Regions from separate parts of the Sus scrofa genome. Here region 1 is linked to region 2. Evidence: chromatin contacts called from public HiChIP or PLAC-seq data. All regions are on one chromosome and are shown on one strand. Each heading gives the region's core, a stretch centred on a gene start, on an enhancer-like site or on the middle of the called end of the contact. The rest is flanking DNA. Distances are from core to core; before and after follow the strand shown. Region 1 has its middle 16 kb from the start of FAT1. Region 2 has its middle 490 kb from the start of FAT1.

Region 1 (5,193 bases), core at 1,672-4,171, 470 kb before region 2:
AGTGTTTAGCAGACTCCAGTGTTACCCGAAGTAAGCAGAGCGCGCGTGTGAAGTTTCCGAGCTCCTTTCCGAGGCGGAAGTTCTCGCGCTGCAGCAGCAGCTCTGCTTTCCAGCAATGGCTCCGGGGCCAAACCTGGTGCAGCCCCGGCCGCTGCCCGCTCTGCGCTGCAGCTCTGGGGGTGAGTAATTACCATTCCAGTCACGATGCGAATTATCCGCTCCCGCCCCTCCGCCTCCTCCCCAAACCTGCTGGAATCCAGGGCCAGCCCTGAACTTGCCGAGTGGGCCAGCGCCTCCGCACCCCTGCAGTCTGGTGGGGCACTTTCTTTCCATCCCAGTTCCCAGACTGCCCGCGGTGCACTGTCCAGGGCTGGGTAGAAGCAAGGTCTCACGGAGTAAAAAGCCCGCCACCGCGCCGCAGCAAGTTGCCCGTGCCCCAGGCACAGAGGGCTCCTGCTCGGCCAGGTATTGGCACGGAGCGCGCCGCTCAACCCTCGCCCACGGCACTCAAGCCCCAGCTTGGTTTCCCTCAAACTTACAGCAAAGTTGGCCTGAAGCGAAGGCGGCACTCTCCAGGGCGCGCACTCTCGCCTCAGCGCGCCCCCGAGGGGGGTCCCGGCCTGCCGGGGACTTCGTTGGTCCCGCAGGACCGCATGGTCTTGGCGGCCCACCTTCGCTCCCCGCACGCCTCGCTCCAAGGCTGCGTCCTGCAGCCTGCTCCAAAGCCGCGGGGTTGGGCCCCCGCGTCTTACAAGCACGGCGCGGGGATATATCCCTCCGCCCGCGGCCACGCCCGCAAGCGCCGGCTCTCGTTTCTTCCGCGGGGAAACTCGACCTGACTTTCTCCGGCAGCCGGACTCCCAGACCCGGGGACTGGGGCTAGGGCTCCCCCGCCTAAGGTCAGGGATCTCCCTGCAGCTACAGCAGCCAACTCTAAGCGAAGAGACTAGAGTGCGCAGGATAATCTAGCGACACCCCGAGGAACAGTCTGGGCCTCGCTCTAGTGCGGAGTTATGGCCAACACACAGATTTGTGGAGGGAATTAATATAGAATATTCTCTGCTAGGAAGGGAAACATTAGCTTAACAATTTAAAAAAAAAAAAAAGCGCTTCCCACGCCTCTCTCTTTTGATTCTCGGGAACCTTAAGGGAATTGCTACATCTGCATTTGAATGCCTTGGTTGTAGGTCTGCATTAGCTCAGTGGAATAAAATCTTCCAAAAGATCTCAAAAAGAATGCAGTTAGATCGGAATCGACTTCTTCAATCTACGCTAAGATCCCGGGCAAATGAAAAAGCTTTCTCCGCGACCTCTTTTCACAGAGCCAGTTGGACCCCAGAACCTCCCCCGCCCAGGTAACGAACCTCAACGCCGGCCTTCCCAGGCAGACACCCCCGGCTCCCAGGTCTGCGGGACAAAGGACAGCGGTGCCGCCTCGTGCGCTTTCCCACCCGGTAAGTACAGCCTGCAAACTGTGAACTCAGTCTAATGAGAATCTACAAGTTCCTCGCGGAGAAGGGGAAACCCTGGGTGTCCAGACGTCCCACTCGGGGAACTCCCCCCGCCCCCCAAGCCCAAGAGCGAGGTCCGGGCATCCCGGGGCTGTGAGCCCAGCCTCAGCTCAGGCAAAGCTCCAGACGCCGGCTCAGCGCTGCCAGGAGTGCTCCCGGCCGTTGGGAAACAGCCCTCAGAAGAGGGCGGACATGACCTCAGAAAGTTTGTGGAGCTCAAATATGTTAACACTGTGAGGACAAAGAGATATGATTTCCCTGGAACCGGTGGAGGGGGGCTGCAGGGGGAACCACGAGGGCGAGGGAATCTAGGGTTAAAGAGGGAATTGCCTTAGTTCAAAGTTAATGCAGTCTCCTCTTACACCATCTCAAAGAAGGTGAGTGGAAAAAAAAAAGTGTGGGCAGGTTATGGTTAGGAAGGAAAAGTAATGCCTGCAGACTGAGTGTGCTGATTCGTAGCACTATGAGAATGTGGCATATTCCCTGCCAGTTATTTAGAATACGCACAAATTCACCCGTGCAACAAACATCATCATCATCCAAACACCCAGCCACAGCCATAACTGCGCAAAGGGCTCCTAGAGTTACAGGTCAATTTCATACATGGAAAACGTGGAAAAAAGGTGACCTGATCGCTAAGCTCAACTCTTTTGTGCCCCTTGCTGAATTCTAACTCCAAGCAGAACACAATCACCCATGAATGCCAACAGTTTGTTTGGGGGGCGGTGGGGGTGGAGAACAGTAAAAGATAGAACAACATTCTGCAAGATAAAATCACAAGATTTTTTAAATGGGACAAAAGAATTCCTGGAGAAAATTACCGTTCATTAATAAATAACAATGATCACTTGGACTAAAACATCTGTTTGGAAATTCCGATTCACCGGATTCCCTGAGAAACCTAATTGCCTGGAAGAAGTTGCACTTTGTCGCCACAGGAACAGCCGAGAGCCAGAGATGGAGGTTTCAGAGGCCAGTGCAGCCACGTTTTTACTGATCCTTTAGCCCCAACAGAACGAAAAGAGATGCCTTTTTGCTACTATCACATTACCTTCATATGAACGAGAAATGTAGTTCAAGCTCCTCACTTGTCCTCTCAATAGTCGATCCTTCCTAACCCAGTCCCCAGAGGCTCAAGAAAATTAGGAGGATGGGAGTGGGTTCCCAAAAACAGAAAAAGCTTTCTGCCAAGCACCGCCTTTGCATCCAGTCCACCCAAGCTGGTATTTGTATATTAGACATAAAACCGACCTTAGTGGGTGATAACTGAAGCCCAGGGTATTGTTGACCTGCCTCAAGCCCACGTCCCAGAACCGGCAGGTCCAAGTTCGTGGTGGGCTCAGAACCCCACAGGGAGCGCGCGCTTTGCCGGGTATCCGGACTAGAGGGCGCTGCGCCACTGCAGATCACGCGCACCCGATGCATCCTCCCTGGGCACCATTTCTATAATAAGTTACATTCGAAATAATGCACAAACAGCATAGCTTTTCAAGTTCTTTTCAACAGTGCCCTGTAAGTATTTTATGAATTCCAAAACCTATGCATACTGATCTTTCATTCCGAGCCAAGCACAACCGGAGCGGAAAGCCTGTAGGATGCATTCGCTTCCCTGTACTAGCCAAACACCACGTAATTTCATTTACGTTTAAACTTAAATACAAAAAGGCTTGCACTAAGAAAGGAACTCACTCGTCCAGCCGAGTCCTCGTTGCTCCGCGTTGAAGTCCGAGCAGCTCTGTAATCCCTACGCGATTTGGCTGTTTAAGAAAAAAAAAAAAAAAAAAGCCGTGCCAGAAGTACCAACTTTGCTACCCTCGGATCTTCAGCTTGTCCCCAACGAGAGTGCGAAGCGCCCGCGCAGCCCAGGTGGCCCCATCTCTAGAGGCTTCCGTCCTGGGTGAAACTTGAGCACCAAAAGGAGGAGAAATGAGAGTGCGCGAGGGCTAGAGAGAGGGCCGAAGAGAAACCAAGTTTGTCTGGACTAGTCCGGGCAGGGAGCCGCTGAGTTTAGGAGTTGCGGCTGGGAGCTGCGGCGGATCACTGCCTCTTTCCCCACTCACTCCCTCCGGGAGGTGGTGGGGGAGGGGAGGTGACGTCAGCGCCCCGCCTCGCCCCCAGCCCCGCGGCGCGGACCGGATTCTCCAGCCGGGTCCGCCTCCCGGACGGTAGCGGCGGCGAGCTCGGAGGCTGGGCAGGCTCCTCTGCTGCAGCGATGGCTGCGATCCTGGCGGTGAAGCGGCTGCCCGTCTCCACCCTGCCGCGTCTCCCCGGCACAGGGGAGCTCTGGCGTTCCTCGCACTCAGCACCGGAGCGGCCCCGCGCGCGCACCTCGCTGGCTTGCCTTCTCGCTAGCCCGCTCCGGCCGCGTTTCCCACGGCTCGAACTGCAGGTGATGCTCTTTCTCTTCTGCAGCTGAGATTCGTCGCGAAGTGACGCCTCCCGGTTTTTGCAGGGCGGAAGCGTGAAGAGTCTCTGCAGACTGGCCTGGACGACTTGTACTTTGTAGCCCTCCAACTTCAGGATGTGATCTATTTTAAATACTTCTCGTGTTCAATCGCTGTTTGTGATCTTTGCGTTGAAAATTACGGAGCCATATTTTAATGTTCAAATCCTTTCTAAAAGCGTCTACGTTTTTAGCCCGTACTCTGAAGAGTACGGGGATCCGTGGGGTGGGAGGAGAAGTGGAGGAGGAGCCAGTTTCTAACGTTTCTTAGGAGTCATCCACAGCGATAGGGGCCAATAGACAAATCAATGTCTACTCCTCGTAATATAGACTAAGATAAATGTAGATGCTGTTGAAGTTTAATTCGCAAGTAAATGCGTCATTTCTGTGTAAGCATTCAGGCGCCAGGAAAATATCTGCTGTGGAATTTTTTTTTTCCCCCAAAGGAGCTGAAGTGTCGAAATAAAATTTCAACACCGTAAAATTCCCAGGGAGCCATTTCTGAGTTGACTCTGTCCCCAGAAGGCTGGCATTAAAATTCAAAGATCCCTGGAAAAGGAAAGGGGGCTAGGAACAGGTTCTATTAATACCTTCAAAGCCATTGATCTAGATTTAGTGGTCAGTTTAGCTGGCTGTTATCTTTGAAAGGTAAAGAGCAAAACCCTTAGGATACAGGAAACAAGGGAAGGAGTTAAAGCATTAAGAAAAAAGATTAAGTGTTGGAGTATTGCCTGTGCTTATAAGGCCTTGAGGAAGAAGTCATTTAAGAGATCTCTAAATTAGTTTCCTCATCTATGATAAGGAATGACACCTGCTTCACATTGTAAAAATGTATTCGTGTATTTTTTTTCCTTCGAAAATATTTATCGAATGCCATTTATTTGCCAGGGAGATAACAATCACTCACACAGGCAGCACTTTCCCCCAGCATCATCTACAGTGTCTATTAAGCACCTAGGATCAATATTCTTTCTTACCCTCCTTGGTTCTTTGCAGTGTCTCATTCTCCTCATCTATACAATTAGGAAGTTGAAGTTATTACAAATAATTTAAGGTGTATGTTGCTTTGAAAGGGAGAGGAGGGCACCAAGAGGCTAGGAGATGGAGGGTTATGAGTCTTCAGACCTGGGAGCACCCAGAAGGTGCCAAATTCCTGAGGAGGGAGGAAGCAATCAAAGGACAAACTGACTTGAAAGGCCAGACAGTTAGTACAGAGGACTGACCTCCTATGCTTCACTA
Region 2 (5,033 bases), core at 645-3,144:
CTATGCCAGAGCCACAGCAACACGGGATCTGAGCTGCGTCTGTGACCTACACCACAGCTCACGGCAACGCTGGATCCTTAACCCACTGAGCAAGGCCAGGGATCGAACTCACAACCTCATGGATCCTAGTCAGATTCGTTAACCACTGAGCCACAACGGGAACTCCCAAGAATGACATATACTCTTAATGGGTAAATGAAAGTACTCTTTTTCTTCTACTTCCCAGTTGAATGATGTGGAAGAATGTTAGACCTATTACAGAAAATTAAAAACATTTTACTTCCAAGCATGTATAATTGTGGTTGTCACCCTGTAACCCTGAGGTTAAATATACAATTTCTTTGGGGAAAGAAGAGTAAAATTATATTAAAATGTTTAAATGTGTTTTTTTTTTCTAAAAATGGAATCAATTATTATGGCCACATCCATTCAATTTTCTGTCAGGTTGTTTATGCACTTTCTATATAAATAGTCATCAGTGTCTGAGAAGGAGAAGATGAGGGCATTTCTCTGTGACGTGATTCTGTTTCCTGCTGGCTGTGCTTTTGTGAACCAGGTTTATCTTGCCACCTCTGGTCCTCCTTAGGGAACTATCACACTTTGAAGGAGCCAAGCTCAATAAGACAGGGTCCTTGTGCTCAAGAATTGTATGCCTTATTAAGGGAAATAAGTCAGACGTACACAAATCGATAAAATCAGGAAGTAAGGCAGTGTGTGACAAGTGCCTGGTGAACAGAGTGAGTCAAGTCTATGCCTCAGGCAGGGGAGACCGAGTCTTACTGAATTTATTTTCACTTAAGTTACATCCCAAGCGCTCCACCTGTATTTCATGGAGGGAAAAAAAATAAATGATACTGGAAGATTTCTAAGGCGAGATGATTTAACAAACTCTTATTTTTATTTTATTTCTGATCTTTAGGGCCGCACCTGTAGCATATGGAATTTCCCAGGCTAGGGGTTGAATCAGAGCTGTAGCTGCCAGCCTACACCACAGCCACAGCAACTTGGGATCTGAGCTGCATCTGCAATCTACACCGCAGCTCAGGGCAACATGGGCTCCTTAACCCACTGAGTGAGGCCAGGGATCGAACCTGCATCCTATGGTTACTAGTCAGATTCGTTTATGCTGCACCACATCAGGAACGCCCTTAACAAATTCTTTAAAAGAATTAGTAAAAAGTGTATTTTGATTCATAGCAGTAGCTGGAGAGAGACACTAGATTTTCCCACTTTTTCTGTATTTGATCCTACATGCTCCAGAATAAATGGGTCTTCTTTTGATTTTCCCTTTGATTTTAATCTTTATTCTTTCCACTCCTGCTGACCTAGCGAACACCCCTTCATTCTATCTGATCCACAAGGTCTCTGGGTCACCTCTGAAAAAGACTGGTGTTAGAACAGCATCAAAGCCACTGGCTCCCCTTAAAGGAGGAGGGCTAGCTGTCAGGAGACGGTCATCCCTGGGGGTGGGATTTTTGACCCTGGGATTCCCATGGTCATAAAATTCTTATTTTTGGAAGACTACGTAGCTATTTCCAGAGCAGGCTGAGTTCTTTCTAGGAGTCGTCATACACGGCATTGCTTTTTTTCTGTGAGAAAGTAAGCTAATCCCCTTGGGGATGCTGTGGGAATAATAGCCACAGTGTTAGAACTAATCTACTTGAAAAGCCTAATTCTTAAAAGATGCATTTTACAATTTTTAAGACATAATTATTTTCACAGTTGAAGCACTCAGGGTAAAGGGGCATCCAGGATATTTTTAAAAGATTATACAGTGTATTTTGTTGGGACATTTTTTCCCTATGATTTCATAGCCTCTCCCTCCTAGAAGGGAAAAACAATGTTTCTTTTTCTCCCCCTTTTCTTGCTTTTGTAACTGTACTCAGCTAGGGGACAGGAAAGGGTTTAAAGATGCTGGAGCCATGCGCTGGTCAGTAATTAGATTTTGATTTCCCATGTAACGTGTGTAGAACTTTGTAACCAAGCTGATATCTGGGCTAGATGCCCAGTGGAAATTTTAGGAACAGAAGACAGTGTGTCTCTGTACGTTGTTTCAAATAACTCTCCTTGGCTTCTTTCAGGAGATATAAGAGGCGTTCACATTAGGCCAGAAGGTTATTAGATCTCCACGAGGCTCCGTCCGGCTACATGCCATGCATATTATTCTGTCAACACCAATGTCATTAGAACCTGCTAAAACTGAATGACTCTTAGCAGCTTTACGGCTGGCTCACAACGTTTGACAATGACCAAGAAACGCAGCTGGGCATCGATGAGGATTCTTCACTGGGCTGGTTTGTATCTAAAAAGTGTGGGAAATGAGGTGGAATAACAGTATCACTGTTTCAATGTAAAATGTTTATAGAATAAGTATTGAGTTTTTTCTCTCCAAGGCTGGGATTGATTTTCCGACACCACCCACACCCCTCTCCCACTACCTTTATAGCCCCAGTGACTATAAATAAGTTGCAGGAAAATTACTTCTCTACTATTTCACAATGCTTTCCTTATCTGACTGCCACAGCTGTCACATATCCAAATGCTCTTATTTAAGATGTCTAAGGATGGAGACGCTATTGCTTGTGTTCTGCAGTAGCTGAAGAACAATCTCGTAGTATTTTTATGAATGTAATTCATTTCTTCTCTTTTGCTTCACTACTATTTTACTGTCTAGTTCTCTCTCAAATATATTCACATAGATGTTCTCTAGTCTCTTCTGTAAGGTTCTCCTGTCTACTGTTAATATTTATTCAAAAGAAAAATGAAAGATTTTAGAAGAATCTGTGAATCTGAGCTTCAAAACTTGCTCTTAGATTTCAGTATTTCTAATGTGAATTCACAAATAATGCTTGTCCTTTTCATTATTAGCAATAAATCTTCAAGGTCATTGTTCGGCTCCCAAATATTCAACAGTAAGCATTTTCACACTTTCTTCTCCACATTGTTCTGTTTCCTTCAAAATTAGATGCCCTTAAAAATGCACACAGAGAATGAATACTGCCTAGAATGAAACACTCACAGAATTTGAAAACTCATAGGATTAAAGAATTTTCATGTAGTTAAATTCTGTATACTTACGTTTCCTTTAAAATTTACTAACTGTTAAGTTTTCCCTTTAGTTAACATTATTTATTCCATCTGAGAGCTCTTGTTATCTAAAGTTATACGTTCTGAGTCTAAACAAAACAAAATGATGTAAAAATATCACATAGAAGATGCTAAGTTAGTATTTTATAGTATGTTGTTCAAGACCTAGAAGGATCTACACCAGTACAAATTTCACTAAATATTCTTTTCCAATAATAACTCTCTTATTATTTATTTATTTGTTTGTTTGTTTGTTTGTTTGTTTATTTATTTATCTTTTAGGGCCATACCCATGGTATATGGAGTTTCCCTAGCTAGGGGCTGAATTGGAGCTCTATGTGCTGGCCTCCCCCGTAGCCAGAGCAATGCCAGGTCCGAGCCACATCTGTGACCTACACCACAGCTCACAGCAATGCTGGATCCTTAACCCACTGAGTGAGGCCAGGGATCGAGCCTGTGTCCTCATGAATACTAGTCAGATTTGTCTCCACTAAGTCACAATGGGAACGCCCTCTTATTATTTTTAAAGTATTACTCTTGGATACCTAGCATACTTCGATAACTTTCTCAGGTAAATTAAAATCATTTTAAAAATCATTTCATCTTGTCACTGAGTCTTAGAATGAGGTAAAGAGTAATTTAGATTAGTTACAAGAATTAGGGCAGACTATTAGTGAAGTTTATAGAAACAGCAGAATTTTATATGGAGCACTGCAAGATTCTGCTTTGTAAACTTTCCTGCAAAATTATTTATATGAGAAATATATCATCTATCAAGTAAATGGTAAATATTGAGAGAGGGTCAAAGTTATTACAGAAAGAAAACACCCAAATCCATGAGGAAAAACACTGCAAGAATGTATTATGAAATTATTTTCCACAACTCTTCAAAGTCTACGGAAAAAGCCCCTGGTGTCAGGTAGAAAGAAATAGAAAGCCTAGCCATTATTTTGAGGATTTGATCAAACTAGACACTTAACTGGGGTCTTTGTAGGCAAAGTCCTCCCACTTTCTCCACTGTAGAACTAGTCTTTAGTTAAGTTCCTCTTCCTGAGTTGTCAGAATAATTGTTACAACTCAAGTCTTTCCCTTTTCCACCTCAACTGTGGATTATTTCTCATCCCTAACTCTAATTTCTTCTGAGTGTCTGGGTGTCATGTTGTGATTGGTCCAAAAATGACTTCTCACCATTCACAACAGATGTCAAACAGCATAAAAATATGATCAGGTGTCTTTCAAAACATATAATTGCTGGTATAACTATAGAAGACCCTGCTAATTGTGGAGGAAGATGTTGAATTCTAAAAGTGAGGAAGAAATCGAGGGAGTTGACATTAGGTTGGAGTGTCAGAGAATGAAATTTTTTATTATTTGGAGGGAGGAATTTTAGTTTACAACCAATAAGAGAGATTATAGAAATATAGAATATAGAACCAAATATAGAACCAAATTCGACTAGATTTCGTACTAAAGCTTAACTAGAAGTTAGTAGAAGGTCTCCACTAGAAAGGCAATGTAGAGGGATGTTTTTTATAAGACAAATAAAATGTGTGAACTCTTACAAATCTTTCAAAGTATAAATAGTCACATCAGAATGGACTTAGAACATACCACATACACTGTTTATACTTAGAGATATATTCTAAGGTTAAAAGACAGAGTTCTCATTTGGCTCAGTGGGTTAAGAATCTGACTAGTATCCATGAGGATGTGGATTCAATCCCTGACCTCACTCAGTGGCTTCAGGATCTGGCATTGCCAGGAGCTGTGGTGTAGATCGAAGACGCAGCTCAGACCCTGTGTTGCTGTGGCTGTGACATAGGGTGGCTACGGCTCTGATTCTACCCCTAACCTGGGAACTTCCATATGCTGGCTCTAAAAAGACAAAACAAAAGAAGGAAAAAAACCCAGAAAATGCAGGGGACTCTTAAAATTATCTCAGCTGT

What was found. HiChIP or PLAC-seq counts read pairs in DNA pulled down with a chosen protein or histone mark.
Region 1: an H3K27ac HiChIP or PLAC-seq map of skeletal muscle shows a contact between it and region 2, with 9 times the contacts expected there. The contact joins two enhancer-like sites. A contact is called at or near these places in 4 of 47 Hi-C or Micro-C datasets (embryonic fibroblasts, fetal heart ventricle and fibroblasts) and 1 of 2 datasets of contacts at active chromatin or transcription factors (skeletal muscle).

The regions. Positions count from the first base shown.
Region 1 is chr17:8,447,444-8,452,636 of Sscrofa11.1, reverse strand. No RefSeq gene overlaps it. Among named protein-coding and RNA genes, the nearest start is that of FAT1, 16 kb to the left of the region's middle. Within about 2 kb of position 2,921, at least 58 of the 83 cell types and tissues checked have an H3K27ac peak or open chromatin away from gene starts, as enhancers often do. A contact at or near this core is called in skeletal muscle, where this site is marked.
Region 2 is chr17:7,977,437-7,982,469 of Sscrofa11.1, reverse strand. No RefSeq gene overlaps it. Among named protein-coding and RNA genes, the nearest start is that of FAT1, 490 kb to the left of the region's middle. Within about 2 kb of position 1,894, at least 11 of the 83 cell types and tissues checked have an H3K27ac peak or open chromatin away from gene starts, as enhancers often do. A contact at or near this core is called in skeletal muscle, where this site is marked.